3 separate regions of the Gossypium hirsutum genome follow, and regions 2 and 3 are each linked to region 1. The links are chromatin contacts, called in public Hi-C maps. All regions are on one chromosome and are shown on one strand. The core of a region is the stretch at or near the end of the contact, and the rest is flanking DNA. Distances in the headings are between cores, read along the strand shown.

The links. Hi-C and Micro-C count contacts between places; a contact is called where the count stands out from the background.
Region 2: a Hi-C map of leaf shows a contact between it and region 1, with 2.2 times the contacts expected there. The contact joins the promoter of LOC107900681 here to the promoter of LOC107900664 in region 1. A contact is called at or near these places in 4 of 34 Hi-C or Micro-C datasets (hypocotyl and leaf).
Region 3: a Hi-C map of leaf shows a contact between it and region 1, with 2.5 times the contacts expected there. The contact joins the promoter of LOC107900678 here to the promoter of LOC107900664 in region 1. A contact is called at or near these places in 6 of 34 Hi-C or Micro-C datasets (leaf and seedling).

What each region holds. Positions count from the first base shown.
Region 1 is chrD08:55,290,322-55,293,715 of Gossypium_hirsutum_v2.1, forward strand. It overlaps LOC107900664 (protein ENHANCED DISEASE RESISTANCE 2), which reads left to right and starts at 1,593. Exons shown (of 22, transcript XM_016826333.2): 1 at 1,593-2,529; 2 at 2,951-3,025. The coding sequence starts at 2,392. It overlaps LOC107900667 (a long non-coding RNA gene), which reads right to left and starts at 146. Exons shown (of 3, transcript XR_001684997.2): 1 at 1-146.
Region 2 is chrD08:55,082,356-55,085,749 of Gossypium_hirsutum_v2.1, forward strand. It overlaps LOC107900681 (protein root UVB sensitive 1, chloroplastic), which reads right to left and starts at 1,524. Exons shown (of 8, transcript XM_016826363.2): 1 at 1,389-1,524. The coding sequence starts at 1,399. It also overlaps the pseudogene LOC107900683.
Region 3 is chrD08:55,141,112-55,144,505 of Gossypium_hirsutum_v2.1, forward strand. It overlaps LOC107900678 (cyclin-dependent kinase F-4), which reads left to right and starts at 1,719. Exons shown (of 20, transcript XM_041098426.1): 1 at 1,719-1,804; 2 at 1,895-1,952; 3 at 2,495-2,751; 4 at 2,825-2,868; 5 at 2,971-3,394.

The DNA of each region.
Region 1 (3,394 bases), core at 343-2,842:
TTTGTTTGGGGCTGTTTAATCTGGACTTTTGTTTGGGTTTTTAGGGTTTTTTTTTGGATTTATTTTTTTTCTTTGTTTTTGGACTGTTTTCTGTACTAGTTTCGTTTTTAATCAAAGCCCAGTTTCCTTTAAAAAAAAATATTTCATCAACTATTTGGTCATCTTATTCCTTTCTTAAACTCTCCTTTCTCATTCGCAAACAGTTGATTTGAATTAAATGTTTGTATTAAATTTTCATTCATTCAACCACAACTAGAGCAACCCACCCCTCCCTCGTGTTTCAGCCATGTTGGACCATTTAACTTTTCTTTATTTATTAGTATTATTAGGAATTTTTTTGACAAAGCTACCTAATTCTACCATATATAAAATTCATCTAGAAAATAAATAAAAGAGTCTTTATATAAAATGACAAGTTTAGCACATGTTCTTGGATAGCGGCTGCATCATCATATTGTCTATTCAAATTCCTAGGGCTAAACTAATATCTAATCTTTAAATTTAGTTTCTTTTTTTTCAATTTCCATCCTTTAGTTTCGGGATTGGGAATTTTTTTTAAAAAATTTGATAATGTGGTACTTCCATGTAAATTATAAATATATATAATCTAAAAATAATATAAATATAAAAATTTATTGTAAAATTATAATTTTAAAAAATTAAAAAATTTTAAGTGATGATATGATTCAATTCTAAAATATCTGGTCATCACACTTTAATTAACCCAAATTTAGAGATAAATTTGAGAAAAATTACCAAAATTTAAGACTAATATGAATTAAAAAAGTCTAGTTTCAAGAAGTTTATTTATAAGTCAAATTTCAATTATTGGTTATTATAACATCTACTACGTGTAAGTTATAGACTTCTGTTTTTACACTCTAATTTGGAGTTCAAAATTACTTTTTATAAAAATCTTATGCAATAAATATATTATCACATGTATAATATCATGTCACCTTATTATTTTCACATAATATTCACAAAAAATTTATATCATTTTAGTTAATGGATTTAAAATTATTGTTTTGGACAAGATTAAAATTTTAAAATTTGAAAAATATATGAACTAAAAATAACCAAATTGAAGAATATGGAGTAAATTCACAACTAATGTATAGTGCAAGGCTAACAACATAATTTGATCCTAATGAGTTTAACTATTATTGTTGTTAGGACTGAAATTGCAAAAATAAAAAAAGTATAAAGGCTAAAATTGACTAAATTAGATTACATGGACCAAGGCGGTGACAAGGGACGGTAGGGCCCGACCCCCTAAAAAAAATTAACTTTGGCCCTTTAAGTTTTACAAGATTTTAATTTAGTAAATGATAAAATTATATTTTGACCTAAAAATGATAAATTATGATTTAATCATTTAAAAACTATAAAGATATGAAAAATTAGAATTGTGAAATTACATTTTAACCTACATAAAAATATATCGACGGAAAATTTTCTGGCTTCACCTTTGACAAGGACTAAAGCGGAGATTTACAAATAGCATAAGGATTAATAGCAGAATTTGACCTAAATAACATAATCATGCTTAGGAGATAAGACTTCTTTGTAATTAACCGCTTCAGCAGGGACCAAAGCATATTTCTATTTTCTTGAACTGAGAATTTATATTGTCAGATACTGCCCAGAAACTGAAAGTAAACATGGAAGTCAGGCCCCCCGCCTTTACTATCAGATTTGGCAAAGCTTCAAGGTTCTAAAGATACTTGCCCCACTTACCCAATCATAATCATCCACGTGGCGTTTTCCTAGTTCCGTGCGCCCTTTCTTTCCACACTTACGTGGTCCGTCTCCTCAATTGCACCGTCGCCTCACTTTGAATTACATCGTTGTATTCATTATTTCCCAACCATCGTCGATGCCGGCACCATCGCGTTAGATATCTCCTTAGGCTCTTCCCTGTTTTTTTAAAAATTAATTTTATTTTCGCATATTTTGTATGTATATAAATAATTTATATTAAAAAATTAAAATAAAATATTATCAGTTCATTGTTTCTGATTTCAAAATTCGCTCTCTATTGTCTTCTTCGTCGTCGTCGTCTTCTTCTTCTTCATAGAGTTCAATTCACCTCTGAAGACTTTACTTGATCCTACTTACTGCTGTTCCTTCTTTCCATTTAACTGTTTTTTATTGCCGCTTTTTTTTTGTTATTGCTTCATCGTAGTATACAAAATTAAATTTCTCTTTTTGCGGTTCTCGGGTTCACTGCACTGTCGAAATTGAATCCTGAGACTCTTCCAATTCCAAATTTGAGAATTAGGAATTACCGTTTTCGCGATTTTGACGATAAAGTGAGGGACGACGAGATATCAGAGGACTTAGGAGTTGGAAATTCTATTGGTGGTGGTCGATTTTGAGAGGGCAGGAATGTCGAAGGTGGTGTACGAAGGATGGATGGTGAGATATGGTCGAAGGAAGATCGGACGATCCTTCATACACATGCGATATTTCGTGCTCGAAAATCGGCTTCTAGCTTACTACAAGAGAAAGCCACAAGATAGTCAGGTTTTTAATTATTTTTGTTTGAAAGTTGTTAATTTTTCTTAGGAAATCAAACATGTTTTTGAAGTATTTTATGGTTCGCTTAGATTTAATTCGCCTTCTTTTTGGACTGGAGAAGGGAGAAAAGTAGCTTTTAGAACGGTAAATTAAATGCAGTTCCGTGGATTTAATTTTAATTTTAGTAATGGAACAGCCGATGCTGCAATTCTTTATATAAAATCAGGAGCATCTTGTTGATAAAAGTATTCGATATATGTAGATTCTTACAGTTAAGGGAAAGAAAAACAGAGAAGTATTATTTCTTTTTCTTTAAGGATTCTTTCTGTTTCTTTTGACTGTTTGCTTTTCTGCAGTGTATGCATTCCATTACTAAATGAATCCACTGCTGTTAATGATTAAAAGTTTCCATGTTTTCTAAATTTAGGTTCCTATCAAGACCTTGTTGATAGATGGAAACTGTAGAGTGGAGGATCGAGGTTTGAAGACCCAACATGGACATGTGAGTTGTGTCTCCTTGTGTATATTTGTATGTATGTAATGGTAATGGCAGTGCAAAATGTTGCTGGTGGTAGCTGAGAGCTGAGACTGTTGACCACCATATATAAATAGATATAAAATATATATGTATTTGCATGTGTATATATAAGCATATCGTCAAGTTACAACTGACTAGCCATTCTCTTGTCAATGATTACTATTGTGTGTTCTATTCTTGTGATCCAGTGACTTGGGAGTGTCCTTATTCACCGATTTAATGTTTATATTTTATTTCATACATTTACTGCTTCCTTCCAGTTTCCTTTTCTTTCTTTCGTCAAGAGACTATGCAGGCCCTTGCTTATTGTATCAGTTTATGATTGACTGTCCA
Region 2 (3,394 bases), core at 274-2,773, 210 kb before region 1:
ATCATCTGAGAAATCAGGAATAAGCTTAGTCCACTTGCTCCCTCTCACTTCCCAAACGACGTCATCCTCCTCTGTTTCCCCATTGGTTCTGGCGAGGGCGGAAGATAATTGGGAATGGGAGGAACAAGCAAGGAGTGAAGAAAGAAACAAAAGAAAAGGATAAGAATGAGAAGATGAAGATGAAGAATCGTCGTTCCACCGCCAAGAATCGGACCCAAAAGGTCCATCATCGTTGTTGTTGTTGTTGCCACCGTCACATCCGCCACCAACAGAGAGAACAGGGAAGGACCCAGAGTTCGCAGTAAGAGTAGTGATAATTGGCTTAGAAGACGGGTTGATGGGTGAGAGGCAAAAGAGAAAAGGGGTGGTAAGCGAACAGCTTGAGGGAGAAGATGATGAAGGGAAGGGTGAAGAAAGGAACAAAGGCCTGCAACTGGAAGCGCAGGCCATCACTGTCGCTCCTCGTTTATTTCACTAACATTAACATATATAAAAATCGGCGTTTTTTACTGTGAAGGTTTATGTCTCTGAAATTGAACAACCAACGTAGTTTCCATTTGGAGGAGAGCGTGTGAGAGACAGCCCAGGGCTTTAGAGCCTCAGAGCATAAGGAGGGTTTTTGCGGTGGCTCTCTTAATGGGGTAGCGACTTTTTTATTTCAAAAAAGAAGTGCATCATCCATTTTCAACCCCCTTTGACCTCCAAGCATAAACGTGTAGGCTGCCTAAGTTAGTAATAGTATCGACCTTACCGCTTTATATTGGGAGTATCAATACTTTCCAGGGTTTTGAACAAAAAATGTCTCTGCCTAAATTATCAACTTTTAATTATTGTACACTAACATCATCCATTATCATCATTTGTGTCAAGCTGGAATTTCATTTTATTACCACCACTTCATTTTAATTTTCTTTTCTTTTTTCTTTCCTTTCTTTATTTTCTCTCTCTTCTCCCTTACCACCTTATTCCCTTCTCATTTGCCTATTTAAGTTCTCTTAAAATCAACCTCCTATCACCTAGAATCAGAATTCGTTTGAACTCTAATCTTTCTCCCATTCAACATTTAATCTTTATTGTTGGATCGAACCTAATTTTCTTATATATACTTCTCCTCATCGATAACTTCCTTCTGACAGATGGGATCAGCGAGAGATCATCATCGAAGCCCTAAAAATCCAAAACTTGAAATAGGAAGTCTTCATTCTCTCTCTCTCGCTCTCTCTCTCTCTTTTTGCTTTCTTCTCTTTGTTTCTCCAATCCTTAAAACAGTTATTAAAACTTCATTTAGAATATTAAAATTTTGTATCGCATGGATATAAAATAATATTGATCGAAATAAATGTGGTTAAACTAATTGATTCTAGTTTAAGCCGAAAAATGGTACGTACCGAGACTTCATCAAGCAGGAGGAGATGCCATAAATCAAACTTTTGGTTATGGGGTTGTAGAATTGCAAGTTTTAAAATGTATTCCCTTGTTGGTTTCACATCTACTATTAATTCAGCTCCCAGCAAGTAATAAAATGTGAGATTTGGGTATCCTAACGGCTCCATACATAGCCATTTCAACTTATAATTTGATTGGGTTCCTCGTTCCTTCATGTAACAACAACAAATGTGGCACATGAACACACAGAATGCGTGCCCTCTTGTTTGGAGTATTCAACTTAGAATCTGCTTACAGATCTCCAATACATTTCTATACCTTGGAGTTCATCTGTTCATGTGACTAAGAAAAGCCATGTTAATCACAGTCTCAGAGTTCATCCGTGGAACTATATTCGGTCAATAAGGATTTGAGAGATACAAGGTTATAATATCCAAATATCATTTAACCGTCATGCTAGCTGTGTGTCCCAAAGATTTCCATGATGATTCCAGCCGCATTAAGTGTAATTTCTCAACAAATGGTTCAAGAAGCTCCGCCTCTTCTTCTGGAGCAAAGGCCATGCAGATGCTAAGCTCTTGCACTGCCTAGCCATACTCCCTAACATTTTGATAATATCAAATGTTATTTTCACCATCAGCTTAAAAAAGACCTTCATGTGAACCTTTTTTTTTTTTTTTTTAAATTAGGAAGTTTTAGAAATTCATACCTATTATAGTACAGCATCATGCCATGGTCTCTCCTTAGTGCCCAATTATGTGGCTGCAGAATCAACAATCTTTCTGAAGCCATGATAGCTAGCCTGCAAAGAAATCCAATGTTTAGCATGCAAAATATCAAGTTGTTCTTTACAAAATATAAGCTGCATCTCACATTCACAATATCAGTAACACAAATCACCACATCTCTTACACCATTGGTAAATTGAATACAGCAGATAAAACTATACGCACTAAATGATGCTAAATACGCAGATCGACACTGTCATCACCTTTGAATGCATAATGAATTTGTTGATAGGTGGATCAAAGCAGTCATATGTGGCATAAGAAAACAGATACTGCTACTAGATACATGAAGTGTCAGAAAGTTATGCTACTAAAATAATAAAGCTAAAGTAGAATTTACTTAAGATCTTGAGGCCGCAACAAAGGGACATTTGGTTTATCGATCTTGTTAGGTTCTCATCAGCATTATGAGCATGCCTAAGGGGAGAAGTTAGCATCAAACCAAGATTTGATCTCGAAGCACATTTCCAGTGAAACCTCTGCAAATTTTTTAAGTTTATTATTTCATATGCCAGATGAAATTAGGGAAGTATACTTTTGAGGCATTAATAGTTTAGAAGAAAGTGATAAATGTAGCAGCATTTTTTGAAGCAAGAAACTAGCTTGGTGAAAAGAATTAGGACTTACAATTAAATTGGCTAGAGCGATCCCAACAATATCACGGTTTGAAGCTATCTCAAGCCCTAAAAGTGATGAACCAGTTAAATCCGATGCCATTGATCTAGGGTCCTCAACACACCTTCCATTGACGACAGCGAACAAGCTGTGTCCTGAAGTCACTTTGAAGAGCTCCTACGGAGAGAAGTGTAGAAGTTAAGTGATTCATCACTACAAGAATGAACTAAGAATCATGCACCATGAAAATAAACTGCCGAAATAAACTCTTAAGGATTAAAGTACCTCGGGGTATGTTGTCTGGGGCCATATCAAAAAATCTTCCCCAACTCGAGACCCCACGATAGTTAGACCAAGCCGCCGACAAACTTCAATGTAAATTATGCTAAGCAAAATTGCTGTAATTAAGAAAGTCATATTATTAAACTGCCTAAAATGACGGACAGATTGATTAGGAAGAAGATATTACAATAGAAAAACCATTGAAATGCCACCATATCAAAATTATGAGGCTTATTGCATGGAAGTAGTAAAATGGGGCTTTACCACTGCCACATCCAGAACTCAGCACCAAGTGTAAGTATGAATGCTTAGAATCTACAAGA
Region 3 (3,394 bases), core at 469-2,968, 150 kb before region 1:
TAATTAATTATAATAATACATAAAATTTGTACGACATTAAAATAAAAATAAAAAATTAAATTATGAGTAAAATAAAATTTAAAAACATAAATACATCAAATAAATAATACTAAATTTGTTACAATTATTTAATGGTTTTGTTATCAAATGTAAGTTAGTGTTAAGTTAACTTGTGACACAAACTCAATTAACAACATTGTTAATATATAGAATTGATGGAGATAATAAATTGTGCATATCAAAATAAAAATGTATAAAATACATTAAAATAAAACTTTAGTTGAGTAGTAAATTTAAGATTTTACTAAACCAATTGGCATGAATTTAAATATCATAATATGTATATTTTTATTGGTTTTTATTAAAATAAAAAGACTAAAAAACCGTCTAATAATATAATTCTTTTTAATTACATAAAGACATTTCCATAGTTTCTTAATCAAGTCCGTTAAAGGCTTTATTAATAGTATAGATATTATATATATGCGCCAAAAACATATATTATTATTTATTAATATCAATGTAATAAAAATATTTCATAATTATTTTTTTATATTTTAAAGTAAATTTTAACTTAAACTCAAGTCAGTGGACCGATTTTAGATTACAATCATATATATTATTTAAAGTAAAATTTTCAATTAACTAGTGAAATATTCTTTTTGTGACGAGTGGTATTATTATTTGTGCAATAAATTAACATTTTTATTTGTTGTTATGAAGTACACCCCTTTTCGTATTATTTCGAAGTTACAATATGATCGTGTAAAATATGCAATAATTATTAATTACTGTATATTTGATTATAAAATATGGTAAGAAATAAATAAAATAAAAATTCCTATTATATTTAGATTATAAATATAATTACCAACTAACGGATTTATATAATATATTTTTATAAAATTTAGATATTTTATATATACATTTAAAAAATATTAATTTAAATTTAATTTATTTATCACCTATTTTGATAGCATTTAACGTTAATATCAATTAATTAGATTAAAAAGTTAGGCTATTAATGTTTTCTTGTACAATATATATTTTTCATTTAATAAGTTATTTTAAATTTTTTTTCTGTTTAAAAAAGTAAACATAGATTACAGAGACACTCACACTTATGGTTCTTACACCATAAATTATAACATATTTTAATTATTATATGGTCGATTTTAAAATTTAAATTTAACGAATTGAGTCTTAGTTTGATTGACATTGATATATTGTTAGTGCAGGAGGATATGAGTTCGAGTACGTTGAAATGTATTGTCCTCCTATTTAAGAATTATAAAATACTATAGATAATTCTAGATATTATATTAAAATGAATAGATATGATAAGAACGGTGTATATTACCTATTACAAATTTTACTTTTCTTTTTTTTTTAAAAAGTCAAAATTTGAATTTTCTTTGTATTTATAATTATAGAGTATTAGTTTTCATTTGAAATTTCCTAATGACAATTAGATGATTAGTTAAGGAAAAAAAGACGGAAATAAATTGATTAATATTATGGAAAGAAGAGAAGGAATAGGCGTAGGAGTCGTGGACGTTAGTTGTCCCAAATCCCAATCAAGAAGAGATTAGAAAATGATGACGGCATCCGACACCCACCGTAACATAAGAATAGAATAAAGCTTGAAAGTGATCGACCGACCGGGCCAATCGGGTCACTATAAATGGATGGAAATAATAACACCTTAAAAATAACCGCTAAAATAAAGCGGTTTCTTGGTTCACACGAGAGGGACTCCCCGATTCTCAAGTCTCTCCCACCCAAACATATCACAATAAATTAGGTATTCCACCTTTTATTTTTTCCCCCAAACACGCATGCAAATCGTTTTTCCTTATCTAATTCTTTTCTGACACACACACAAATTTCGAAGCTCTGGATTCCACCTCTTCCCGTCCTCGCCGACGGTGCTTATGCCGGTTGGTTTCCAGGTATCTAATTCCGTTTATTTTCACATGGATCTGATCTCATCCGATTTAATTTCTTCTTTTCTCTGCTCTGTGTTTTCTTTTTGGTTAGGATTAGATTAAGAGTTTTTTTCAATTCAAATGGATCTATTGTCTGTTATTTTTGTTTTGCGTTTTTGGTAATTTAATCTATTAGGTTTTGCTCTTTTTATTTTTGTCACGAAATTTCTGTAGTATTTAGTAATTTTTTTTCGTAAAATGTTCTGTTCCTGTTTCTATTTGGCGTGTTTGTCTCATATCCTATTTGTTTGGTTCATATACAGGGAATAGGAATTCTTTTTATTTATAATCAGGCATTGAAATTTTTTTAATGATATGATTGCTCGCTGCTAGTTATGCATTATTGCTTGAATATTGCTTGAATTTGATATAGCCTTTACTCCTTTATGAGGTTTCGCTTTCTAAGATGTATATACTACTCCACTTTTTGGGCATTTTTTGATGCCGTATGCTTAAATTAGGATCTCTGTTGACTCAAGTTTCCATCGATGTTATTTTAATGTTAGATTGCACCGGACTTGGATTTAAAGGGATTTAGCTTTCCTTTCAAGACATGGAGAAAGCCTGCTTCTGGTCAAATTGCAACCTTTTCCGGGTTTTTTTATTCCAAGAAGTACTTGACTGGCGGTTTATTGTCCATGGAGATTCTCTTTTGGTTTCTTTTGTCAATTGCACTTAGTGCCCAGTCTCCTCTTAATACTCAACACGGAGCCGCAATGAATTTTGTTTTCTAAGATAGGTGCTGGATCTTTAGCACACTTGTGTAAGTAAGCGTTTTTTATTCTCTGTTTGACAAAAGAATATGATAGGTAGGTTCTGAATGTTTCAATTGGCAGTGCATTGTTGATACAACATCCAGTCATGAGAAAACACCTTCCAGGTACACTATATATTCTCATATTTATCTTTTCTCAATCCATCAACGACCTATTCCTTTCCTAACCTTTATCATATTTTGTTTTTTTCTCTTCTATTATCACAGGGCTTGTAGTAATTGAGTGGAAGTTGCTTACTAAGCGTTAGCATTAGTAGTTCTTAGTTAATGTTTTGCTGTTTCTCCTGATGGATACTGATTAATGAGGGTATGTTGGTTTGCTGAGCACTCTGCAACTGCTTCTATTTAGTATAGATGAGTTAACTGCAATTAAGCTCTTGAACTGAGTGAGTGTATCTTGAGCTTGGAATCCTTCCTTTTGACTGGAGCAATCATTTTTATCGTATCAGTATGTTTTGTGGAGCTCATCCATTCCTTTCGTTGATGCCTTTTTTTGGTCTTGAAGCTGCGGGTTTGGTACCAAATAAGGCTTTGAAGCCCGTCCACCATAAAAACACTGGCTTAATGTTATTGCATGTTTCCAGCAAAAATTAATGGTGGATTTAGCTGATCGCCAAAGCTGTTTTTTTAT